Linked DNA regions of Mus musculus: all the other regions are linked to region 2. The links are chromatin contacts, called in public HiChIP or PLAC-seq and promoter capture Hi-C maps. All regions are on one chromosome and are shown on one strand. Each heading gives the region's core, a stretch centred on a gene start, on an enhancer-like site or on the middle of the called end of the contact. The rest is flanking DNA. Distances are from core to core; before and after follow the strand shown. Region 1 holds the start of Khdc3 (KH domain containing 3, subcortical maternal complex member). Region 2 overlaps Ccpg1 (cell cycle progression 1). Region 3 overlaps Rab27a (RAB27A, member RAS oncogene family).

The links. Promoter capture Hi-C pulls out the DNA fragments that hold promoters and counts their contacts. HiChIP or PLAC-seq counts read pairs in DNA pulled down with a chosen protein or histone mark.
Region 1: a promoter capture Hi-C map of neutrophils shows a contact between it and region 2, with 3 times the contacts expected there. The contact joins the promoter of Khdc3 here to the enhancer-like site in region 2. A contact is called at or near these places in 19 of 39 promoter capture datasets (the C10 cell line, the HPC-7 cell line, HPC-7-derived erythroid cells and 13 more), 2 of 15 datasets of contacts at CTCF or cohesin (embryonic stem cells and hippocampal excitatory neurons), 1 of 484 Hi-C or Micro-C datasets (embryonic stem cells), 10 of 115 datasets of contacts at active chromatin or transcription factors (the HPC-7 cell line, the SCID.adh cell line, acute myeloid leukemia and 5 more) and 3 of 9 other capture datasets (adipose tissue, liver and pancreatic islet).
Region 3: an H3K27ac HiChIP or PLAC-seq map of embryonic stem cells shows a contact between it and region 2, with 9 read pairs. The contact joins two enhancer-like sites. A contact is called at or near these places in 2 of 39 promoter capture datasets (the HPC-7 cell line and liver), 2 of 484 Hi-C or Micro-C datasets (embryonic stem cells and nephron progenitors), 6 of 115 datasets of contacts at active chromatin or transcription factors (the HPC-7 cell line, double positive thymocytes, effector CD8 T cells and 2 more) and 3 of 9 other capture datasets (adipose tissue, liver and pancreatic islet).

Annotation. Positions count from the first base shown.
Region 1 is chr9:73,101,035-73,104,013 of GRCm38.p6, reverse strand. Khdc3 (KH domain containing 3, subcortical maternal complex member) reads right to left here and starts at 1,616. Exons shown (of 3, transcript NM_025890.3): 1 at 1,339-1,616; 2 at 1,005-1,184; 3 at 1-798. The coding sequence starts at 1,504.
Region 2 is chr9:73,003,192-73,006,559 of GRCm38.p6, reverse strand. It overlaps Ccpg1 (cell cycle progression 1), which reads right to left. Exons shown (of 9, transcript NM_001286544.1): 6 at 668-919. Among named protein-coding and RNA genes, the nearest start is that of Ccpg1, 19 kb to the right of the region's middle. Within about 2 kb of position 1,274, at least 10 of the 459 cell types and tissues checked have an H3K27ac peak or open chromatin away from gene starts, as enhancers often do. A contact at or near this core is called in embryonic stem cells and neutrophils, where this site is marked.
Region 3 is chr9:73,078,069-73,081,025 of GRCm38.p6, reverse strand. All of the region lies in intron 2 of Rab27a (RAB27A, member RAS oncogene family), which reads right to left. Among named protein-coding and RNA genes, the nearest start is that of Khdc3, 23 kb to the left of the region's middle. Within about 2 kb of position 1,560, at least 28 of the 459 cell types and tissues checked have an H3K27ac peak or open chromatin away from gene starts, as enhancers often do. A contact at or near this core is called in embryonic stem cells, where this site is marked.

The sequences.
Region 1 (2,979 bases), core at 367-2,866, 97 kb before region 2:
CATTGGCAACCTGGTGGGCCTCCCCTGAAGTGTGCTGGGCAAAGGCTTCATCAGCCTTCACCTGAGCCAACTGGCTAGTATCAGTGGCCTCCACGGGAGACAGCTGCGTGGCAGCCTCACGAACCTGCACCGAAGCCGACTGCGTGGCAGCATCGCTGACCTTCCCCGGAGCCGGCTGGGTGGCCGCCTCGTGGACCTTCACAGGAGCCAACTGGGTGGCTGCCTTGCGGACCTTCACAGGAGCCAACTGGGTGGCCGCCTCGCGGACCTTCCCGGAAGCCGGCTGGGTGGCCGCCTCGCGGACCTTCACGGGAGCCAACTGGGTGGCCTCCTGGCAAACCTGCACCGGAGCCGGCTGGGTGGCCGCCTTGCGGACCTTCCCGGGAGCCGGCCGGGTGGCAGCCTCGCGGACCGCCTGCACGGAAGCCTGCTCGGTGGCAGCCTCGTTGACCTCCTGCACGGGAGCCTGCTCGGTGGCAGCCTCGCTGACCTCCTGCACGGGAGCCTGCTCGGTGGCAGCCTCGCGGACCTCCTGCACGGGAGCCTGCTCGGTGGCAGCCTCGCGGACCTCCTCCTGCACGGAAGCCTGCTGAGGGGCAGCCTCGCGGACCTCCTGCACCGGAGCGGGCTGAGGGGCAGCCTCGCGGACCTTCACGGGAGCAGGCTGGGTGGCCGTCTCAGGGACCTTCACGGAAGCGGGCCGAGGGGCAGCCTCGCGGACCTTCACGGGAGCAGGCTGGGTGGCAGCCTTATGGGCCGCCATACGACGACGCTCAACTCCAGCCTCCAGAGCCTCTACTGAGTTGGAAGAAAGCAGTGTAAGGAGGCTGATAAGGACAACCACCCTGTAACCTGAAGGAGTAGGAGCTAAGGGTTCCTAAACACAGTCTTCTGGCCTTCCAGAACATCTCCAAAACCCACTTTCCCAAGGTGGAGCCCTCCCAAGGAGCCAAGACTTGCTGGACAGGATAGCCCTACCCACTCCCGTCCCATCCCTTACTTACTTTCCATCAGTTTCATGCGGCAATAGTGAGCCAGATCAGTGAGCATCCGGTCAACGTCCCTTCGGAAAGGCGGCGGTCCGAATATCCAAATCTCAGCTCGCCTTTCAGGGCCCCACACGTTCACATGTATCAGGGTGTGCAACATAGATTCAAGATGTGGGATGTGCTCTCCATCCTTACCTGGACAAGGAGCAGGGGGAACCTGGGAGTGAGGTGGCTTCTATTTCTTAGGGCCACAGCCACTGAAGAGGCTTTTCAATACAGAAGAACATCTGCAGTCAAGGTGTATACAGGGATCAGGAAAAGGTTACCTTGGCCTTTCCAGTTCACTTACCAAACATGATTTCCAGTAGCCGAGGTTCCACGTACAGTCTTTTTGGATCTTCCAGGCATTCGACATGGAACCACTTGGGCAACTTGGGCTCTCCAATAATTTCAAATAAGGTACCTTGTTTGTGATCCAGGGGCACGAGCGTCTGAAACCTCTTCAGAGAGGCCATAGTGTACCCGTTTCACCGCAGGAAGCCTATGCAAACTCAAGATCAGTGAACTCAAAGACTGACCTCAGAGCTCTATTTCAAGGGCTGTTCACTGGCCCCTTCCCACTCAAGTCCTTCCAATTGGATCCCAAACCTTGCTTCCCCCTCCCAGAAGCCCCACCTCTGCTCAAGGCCTCACTGGCTGCACCTGGGGTGGGGGAGAACCTGGTTTCTGTTTTTAAGATGTGTGTTGGGAAGCTCAGACATCCTAAGTATGACCACAGGGAGATGATGACAGTAGACCCAACATTGGGACAGAGTGTTACCTGACTTCAAGGCCAATCTAATCTCACATGTGGCAGGGCTGTGGTGGCAAATGCCTTCAATCTCAACACTCAGGAGGCAGAGACAGGCTGATCCCTGAGTTGAGTTCAAGGTCACCCTAGTCTACAAAACAAATTCCAGGACAACCAGGGCTGTCTCCAAAAAATCAAAGTCTCACAGTCCCTGTACCTTAGCTCTGAGTAACCTCCCCTGGGTACCAAGTTTCCAAATACTTTAAAAAGCAATTTTTTTCCTGTTGCTTTTGGTTTTAAGATGGGTCTTACTAAATAACCTGCCCAGGCAGGAGTTAAGATATGCTTCAGTTGCCAGGCAGCAATGGTGCATGCCTTTGGTCCCAGTACTGTGGAGGCAGAGGCAGGAGGATCTCTGAATTCTGGTCTACAGAACAAGTTCCAGGACAGCCAGCACTACACAGAGAAACTGTCTCCAAATACTGTCGTCCCCCCTCCCCCCCAAAAAATGACATGCTCCGGTATGCTGAGCTTCCAATTTCTTTTACTTTCTAGAGACAGCTGGGCAAAAAGAAAGCACATTTAATGACGGTAACTCCGCACACGTGGCTTCCTAACTAGAGGGAAGGTCACATTTGTGATGGCTCTTTTCTCTAAACAACAGGATATTTCAATTTAGTTTCCTATTCATGTTATTTGTTCGTTCGTTGTAATATAAGACAATCAAATTACAAATTACAGAGGATGTCTTTATTCTAAGTCTTCTGGGGGCTGAAAAGATGACTCCTCAGTTAAGAGCACTAGCTGCTCTTCCTAGAGGTCCTGAGTTCAATTCCCAGCAACCACATACATGGTGGCTCGCAACCATCTGTAATGGGATCTGATGCCCTCTTCTGGTGTGTCTGAAGTCAACTACAGTGTACTCATATACATAAAATAAATTTTTAAAAAAAGTCTGTTGTTAGGTGGAATGTGGTGGCCCATGCCTTTAATCTGAGAACTTGGGAGTCAGAGGCAGGTAGATCTGAGTTCAAAGCCAGCCTGGTCTACAGAGGAAGTTTCAGGACAGCTGGGGCTACACAGAGAAACCCTGTCTCAAAACAACATCATCAACAACAACAACAGAAAGTGAAGTTACAGGCCTCCTGGGATCAACAGTTTGTGTCTTCTCTCCAGCCAGAAGAAATCAGGCTCCTCTTT
Region 2 (3,368 bases), core at 25-2,524:
AGCAGACAGACAGACAGACAGACAGGTGTAAAGTCCTACTTCAAAAACCAGTCTGACCCCAAACTCAAGACCCTCTGCCTGCCCTGGGTAAAGCCATTTAACACCACGCCCAGCACCTCCGATCTTTTTTTTATTCGTGTTTTGCCTGCATGTGTGTCTGTGCACTATGTGCATGCAGTGCCCTAAAAGGTCAGAAGAGGGCAGCTGGAATGGCAATGGTTATGAAACAGCCAGCATATGGGTTTGGTGTAGGAGACTGAAACTGGGGCCTCTGGAAGAATAGCCTAGCCACTGCTTTTAACCACTGAGCCACCTCCCCACCCCCAACTTCAGATTTTTAATTTCCAGTCTTCTTACTTAAAAAAAAAAAAACATTACACAAATATGTATGTTACTAGTCCTTATTTATACTTGAGATTTTGATGATGTATGAAGATTACAGGTTGGAGACCAGCCTGATCTTGTTTTGTTTTGGAACAGGGTCTCACTATGTTGCCCAGGCTAATCTCAAATTCTGAAGACTCAGCAACCTTCACTTGTGCCTCCTGAGTAAAGTAGCTGACTGCAGGTACAGGCCACAGAACCCAACACTGACCTTTTGTGCCATCTTGTCTTGCTGCTATATGCAAGTGGCTTCGGCACAAGGTGTTTCCACTCAGTCACTCACCATAGAAATGTCCAAATCCCATGCTGACAGCAATCACCAAGGCCAGGATAACACACTTGTTGAGACCACGACTAAAGTGGCGTTTACTTGGCTCCTTGGAGGGCTCATCTTCCGGCTCAGCGAGTGGAGGCTCCTCAGACTCTGAGATAGAAACGGTCTTCTTCCTGTTGCGGCGCCGTCTAGGAGCAGGGCTGGGCTCGTGGCTGGTGTCATCGCTACTGGATTCCTCATCACTAGGCTGAGATGAAAAGACTAGTTTAAAAAGAAAAATGTTGATATTTAAGTACACAGTCTCAGAAAAGCCTTGCCAGTAAATCTGCCAATCATCACTGCCAGCCTTTCATGCCCTTTAACACAAGAAAGCCAAAAGAGAAGCATAAACAGGAACAGGCTGTTCATTTACCAACACCAGATCAAACCCAGGCAGAAACAAACATGTCAGTTAAGGAGAAAAAAAGCCCTGTCTTTTCATTCAACTTCAATGTTACTTGAGGGGCAGGAGGTGTGAAGTACTTCTGGTCTCTTACAACAGGTCCCTACCCCACTGTGCGGGTCCAGAGCACCACGGTCCACACAGTTCCCGGAAGTCAGGTGAGCCCCTCCCTTCTGCTGCCTCTCTTACTGGAAGGTTGTGGATCACCCTCTAGTAAATATGTCTGCCTGAGGAAGTGACACAACAGCTCTTCCCCCATGCTAAGACGCAGTCTGTGCTGCTCCTTCACGGGAAGAAATGACACAAAACCACCTCCAGTCCAGGAACAATCCTCGGAGATACCACTGGCAGCTTTTTGCACACGTCACTCCTTAATTCCATCCCATACTTCAGTGAATTATAGACAAGAACACTTAGTAATAATAATCTCTATAGGTCAGTTAGAGGTAAAGAGAAGATGTGAACTTGAATTTAACAGAGCTCCAAAACAGCACACACTCATGCAACTAACAATGCCAGTCTTTTAGAAAACAGGCTGTCCATGCCACAGAAAAGCTGGTGTCTACATCAGGCAATGCTTTCTAAAGATCGAGCGTGGAGAATGTAGTTCATGTTCCCATAACAAAAGAGACACCATCACTACTGAACGAACACATATCCTAATGCTTCGTGACATGGGAGCCACTGAGGGGTCACTGTGTCCTAACCTCATGCCCCTCATGCCTAGCATGTGACTGGTTATTCTTCATCACTAGTTTTCCCACCATGCCACTGCCTCAGCTGTGACGTACATTTCTTAGGTAGAGAGAAAAAGAGGAAGACTTCAACCAAGCATTACACGATATAAAGGTATCCAGATCACGGCTGGGCACTGAAGTAATGCTTTCTGACAGAAGCACACCATGTCAATGTAAAAGCAAACTGTTCTCCAAATCTCTTAAAAATGTCTCCAAACCTACAATGCATATTGCCTTCATATACATGAACAAACCACCCCGTAGATATTAACTACCTAATGCTTCTCTCTTTAACTCATACATGTAATGGTGGAAGTATTTGGATTTCTAAGTTTCCTGTACAGCATAATAGCCCACAATCTAAGCAGCACGCAATGCAGAGGCATGCAGTAAGCTTAGCCAGCCTGTGTGTGAGATCTCTTAGACCAAGACTCTCCAAAGCACTCAGCAGTTCAATAGGAATGTGACTAGCCCAGCTCCAGAAGCCGAGAAGCCGCTCAGCTCAGCGTCGGTCACGCCACCTTGGAGAGCAAGCTGGCTAGGAACACGTAGTCTCAGCTGATCATCCCATCCCCTTAAGCATCCAGGAATCTTCCACAGCTTCTCCCACCACCTTTCTTTTGTGAATAAATAGGGGGGAAAAAGATATATAAAGCTTTATTATAAATAATAAAGGAAAAAAACTTAAAAATACAACTTTGACCAGTTAACACTATTATCTATGAGATTAAAACCCCATGATTGTCTAATTAGAAACATACACAAGAACTTCACTACAGCAGTCACCTGCGCCTTCTGGGTAAGAGGGTTGGTTGGCCAATGGAAGGCAGTAGTTTTCTTAAACAAACAAAAGCTGCATACCTATTAGAATCACACAAAAACATGAAGCTGAAAAGCTGTAAGGAAAAAGAGAATGGAAGAGCAGACCGGAGTAACTAAGGAGACACAGCGTCCAATGATGCCTGACTCTGTAGCCTAAAATTTATCATTATTTCTAAACACTGTCTTTATACAAGCAATTTTGATGGGATGGATTGCAATAGGTTAAAAAAGAATGCTTAAATTGGGTGTGGCCATACACACCTGATACCAGCACTCAAGAAACAGAGACAAGTCAATCTCTATAAATTTGAGGCCAACCTGGTCTATAGCAAATTCCAGGCCAGCCAAAGATGCATCATGGGACCCTGTGTCAAACTAAAACACACACACACATAGACACACACACACCCTTAATATTTCTGTTAACTAGTTCTGAAACATTCTTGGCCTTTCAAAGAGGAGATCAAGCCAGAATCCTGGGCTTTTGGGTGCAGTTCCCATCAACAATGTGTACCGTCCTCTCACTGCGCCCTTCGGCTACCCTGCCTGAGTCCATGTTTCTTAAGCCAGAGGCAGACAATTATAACTGAATAATAAATATATCAAAAGGAAGAAAACTGGACATGATAGAATTAGAAAATCTGAAAGGAACCCGACTGCACCGAGTGTGGGAAGGCCTTGACCTCTGGGTACTTGTTAAGTTCCAAGG
Region 3 (2,957 bases), core at 311-2,810, 74 kb before region 2:
AAAAAAAAAAAAAAAAAAAAAAAAAAAGCCTGGCAAAGGTGGTGTCCTCTTTTAACCCCAGCACTTGGAGGCAGAGGCAGGTGAATTTGTGAGTTGCAGGCCAGCCTGGTCTACAGACAGAGTTCCAGGACAGCCGTGACTATAGAGGCCTTGTCTCAAAAACAAAACAAAAACAGGTGGGCAATAGTGGCTCATGCCTTTAATTCCAGCACTTGGGCGGCAGAGGCAGGCAGATTCCTATGAGTTTGGGGCCAGCCTGGTCTACAGAGTGAGCTCCAGGACAACTAGGGCTATACAGAGAAACCCTGTCTTGAAAAACAAACGGAAAAAAAAAATCCAGTTGTTAATAAGATTTGTTGTATAGAGAAACTTTTTCTTTCATATGCAAACATTCCTAATAATAAAATTAAAAGAGCAAGGAACCAGGCTTAAGACTTCAGCATCTATAACCCCTACAGTTAGTATCACTCCTTCCTACTATAAACCCGTAGCTTCCAGAGAGCTTCACAAACAAGATTATGAACTTTTCTAATGATCAAAACTTAGGTCTTGGGCTGGTGAGATGGCTCAGTAGGTAAGAGCACCCGACTGCTCTTCTGAAGGTCCAGAGTTCAAATTCCAGCAACCACATGGTGGCTCACAACCATCTGTAATGAGATCTGACTCCATCTTCTGGAGTGTCTGAAGACAGCTACACTTACGTATAATAAATAAATAAATCTTAAAAAAAAACTTAGGTCTTAAGTTCCTTGTGACCTCATGGAGTAAAGATTCCTTCAACCCTTGTGGCCTGTGGTTTTGTCTATCAGCCTGTAATCCTGACCAGTATACCTTGGGAACTACCCAGTGGTTTCTTACTAAGAAGAAAAATAGGGGATTTTGGGTTGTTTTGTTTTTCAGAAGCCCTTGAAACAGTACGTGTAGCCTCCCCCAGCCTGAAGCTGGCTGTTGCAAACCTTGCTGCTACTGAGAATGAGACCACCTGGGGTGGAGCCTTCCGACCTAGATGGCTCCATTGTTCTGTCACTTGCCGCTGCTCTCCTCCAAGACACTGCTACCTGCTGAGAGGCCCCTGAGATATTCCAGAGGCACATCCTATCCTGCACATCCTCGCCTGCAGGCTGGCTCCAGGCACCAAGAATGGATTGGCGGGGGATGGGCTTTCCCCTTTTTAAGCACAGTCTCTGAGTAAAATCTCGGGCCTTGATCAGAACATCTGTCTTGGCTTCATTATCTTTTCTTTTCTTTTTTTTTTTTTTTCTTTTTTGTTTTTTTTTTTTTTTGGTTTTTCGAGACAGGGTTTCTCTGTATAGCTCTGGCTGTCCTGGAACTCACTTTGTAGACCAGGCTGGCCTCGAACTCAGAAATCCGCCTGCCTCTGCCTCCCAAGTGCTGGGATTAAAGGCGTGCGCCACCACGCCCGGCTCATTATCTTTTCTCGAAGTCTAAGTCTCTTTCAGCACCAGCCTGCCTTCCAGAAACACCCGGCTCATGTAGGCTGCGGGCCAGCTTACAACAAGTATGACTTCAGAAGCTACCAGTGAGGCATGGCCACTTATTGTTAAGACCCTAAAGAGTCTAAAGAGTGGCTCCCTCTACCCGTGTCTCCGTCCTGTCCTTTTCCTCAGCACTAATCTTTTCTCCCTCCCCATGCCTGTGCTTAAATCTATGTCCAAACCTTTTCCTAATAAACTCCGGCTTCATTTCGTAAAAATAAAACAATGAGAGTGGAATCTATGCCACAGGAAAACAGAATATTTACAGAAGGATCATTTTCATAGCTAGAACAGAAAACAGTGAAAATCCTCATCAGCACTGGGCAGATGCATCTGGCATGTTAGCACAGTGGAATCTTACTCTGCCGCCGTAATCGATGCATACAAGGGTGAGGGAGACGGCTCGGTGCTTGAGAGCACTCGGGCGCTTTTTGGAAAGGACCTGAATTCAGTTCCCGATGCCCACAACAGGCAGTTCATAATGTAACCGTAGCTCCAGCTCCAGCGGATCCAATGTCTTCTTCTGGCCTCTGCAGGTACCCCAACCCACCCCACTCTCTCATAAACATAATAAAAATAAACATTTTAAAATTGATTCTGTCTGATGCTTGCTACAATACGGATGAACCTCGAGACATGCTACGTCTAAGAAGACAGACACAAAGGCCTTGTATACAGCACATCCAGAATTAGGCAACTCTGGAAGGAAGAGCGATAGGCAATGGCATTATCGGGGTTTATTTCTGTGATGATAAAAATGTTCATGCTGGGCATGGTGGTGAAGACTTTTAGTTCCAATACCTGGATCTCTGTGAGTTCAAGACCATCCTATACAGCAAGTTCCAGGCCAGCCAGAACTACATGGTAAGACCTTGTCTCAAAAGAAAAAACAGTTGCTGGTGGCACATACTTATAACCCCAAAGGTGAGGCAGGGGATTAATTCAAAGTAGCCTAGGCTGCGTGAGACCCTGTCTTCAAAAACTAAACGAGTTGAGCTGGAGAGCACTGGCTGCTCCTGTAGAGGACCTAAGTTCGGTTCCCAATACCCATGTGTTGGCTCACGACCATTTATAACTCCAGGTCCGGGGAATGTGATACCTTCTTCTGGCCTTTGTGGGTCCCAGGCACATAGGTGGTACACATATATATCATACATGCACACAGACAATCATTCACATAAAACAAGAATAAATCAATCCGAAAACCTAAGTAAATCAACAAAGAAATATGCAAGCAATTAATTGTGATGGAGACATCGTGTGAATCTGCTGCCATGGATATGCTAGAAAAAAATCTGCTGAATTCTACACTTTAAATGGACTAATTTTACTTGTTATTTTTTAAGACTTTATTTAATGTATATGAGTACACTGTAGCTGTACAAATGGTTGTGAGCCTTCATGTGGTTGTTGGGAATTGTATTTAGGACCTCTGCTCGCTCCAGTCAACCCCACTCACCC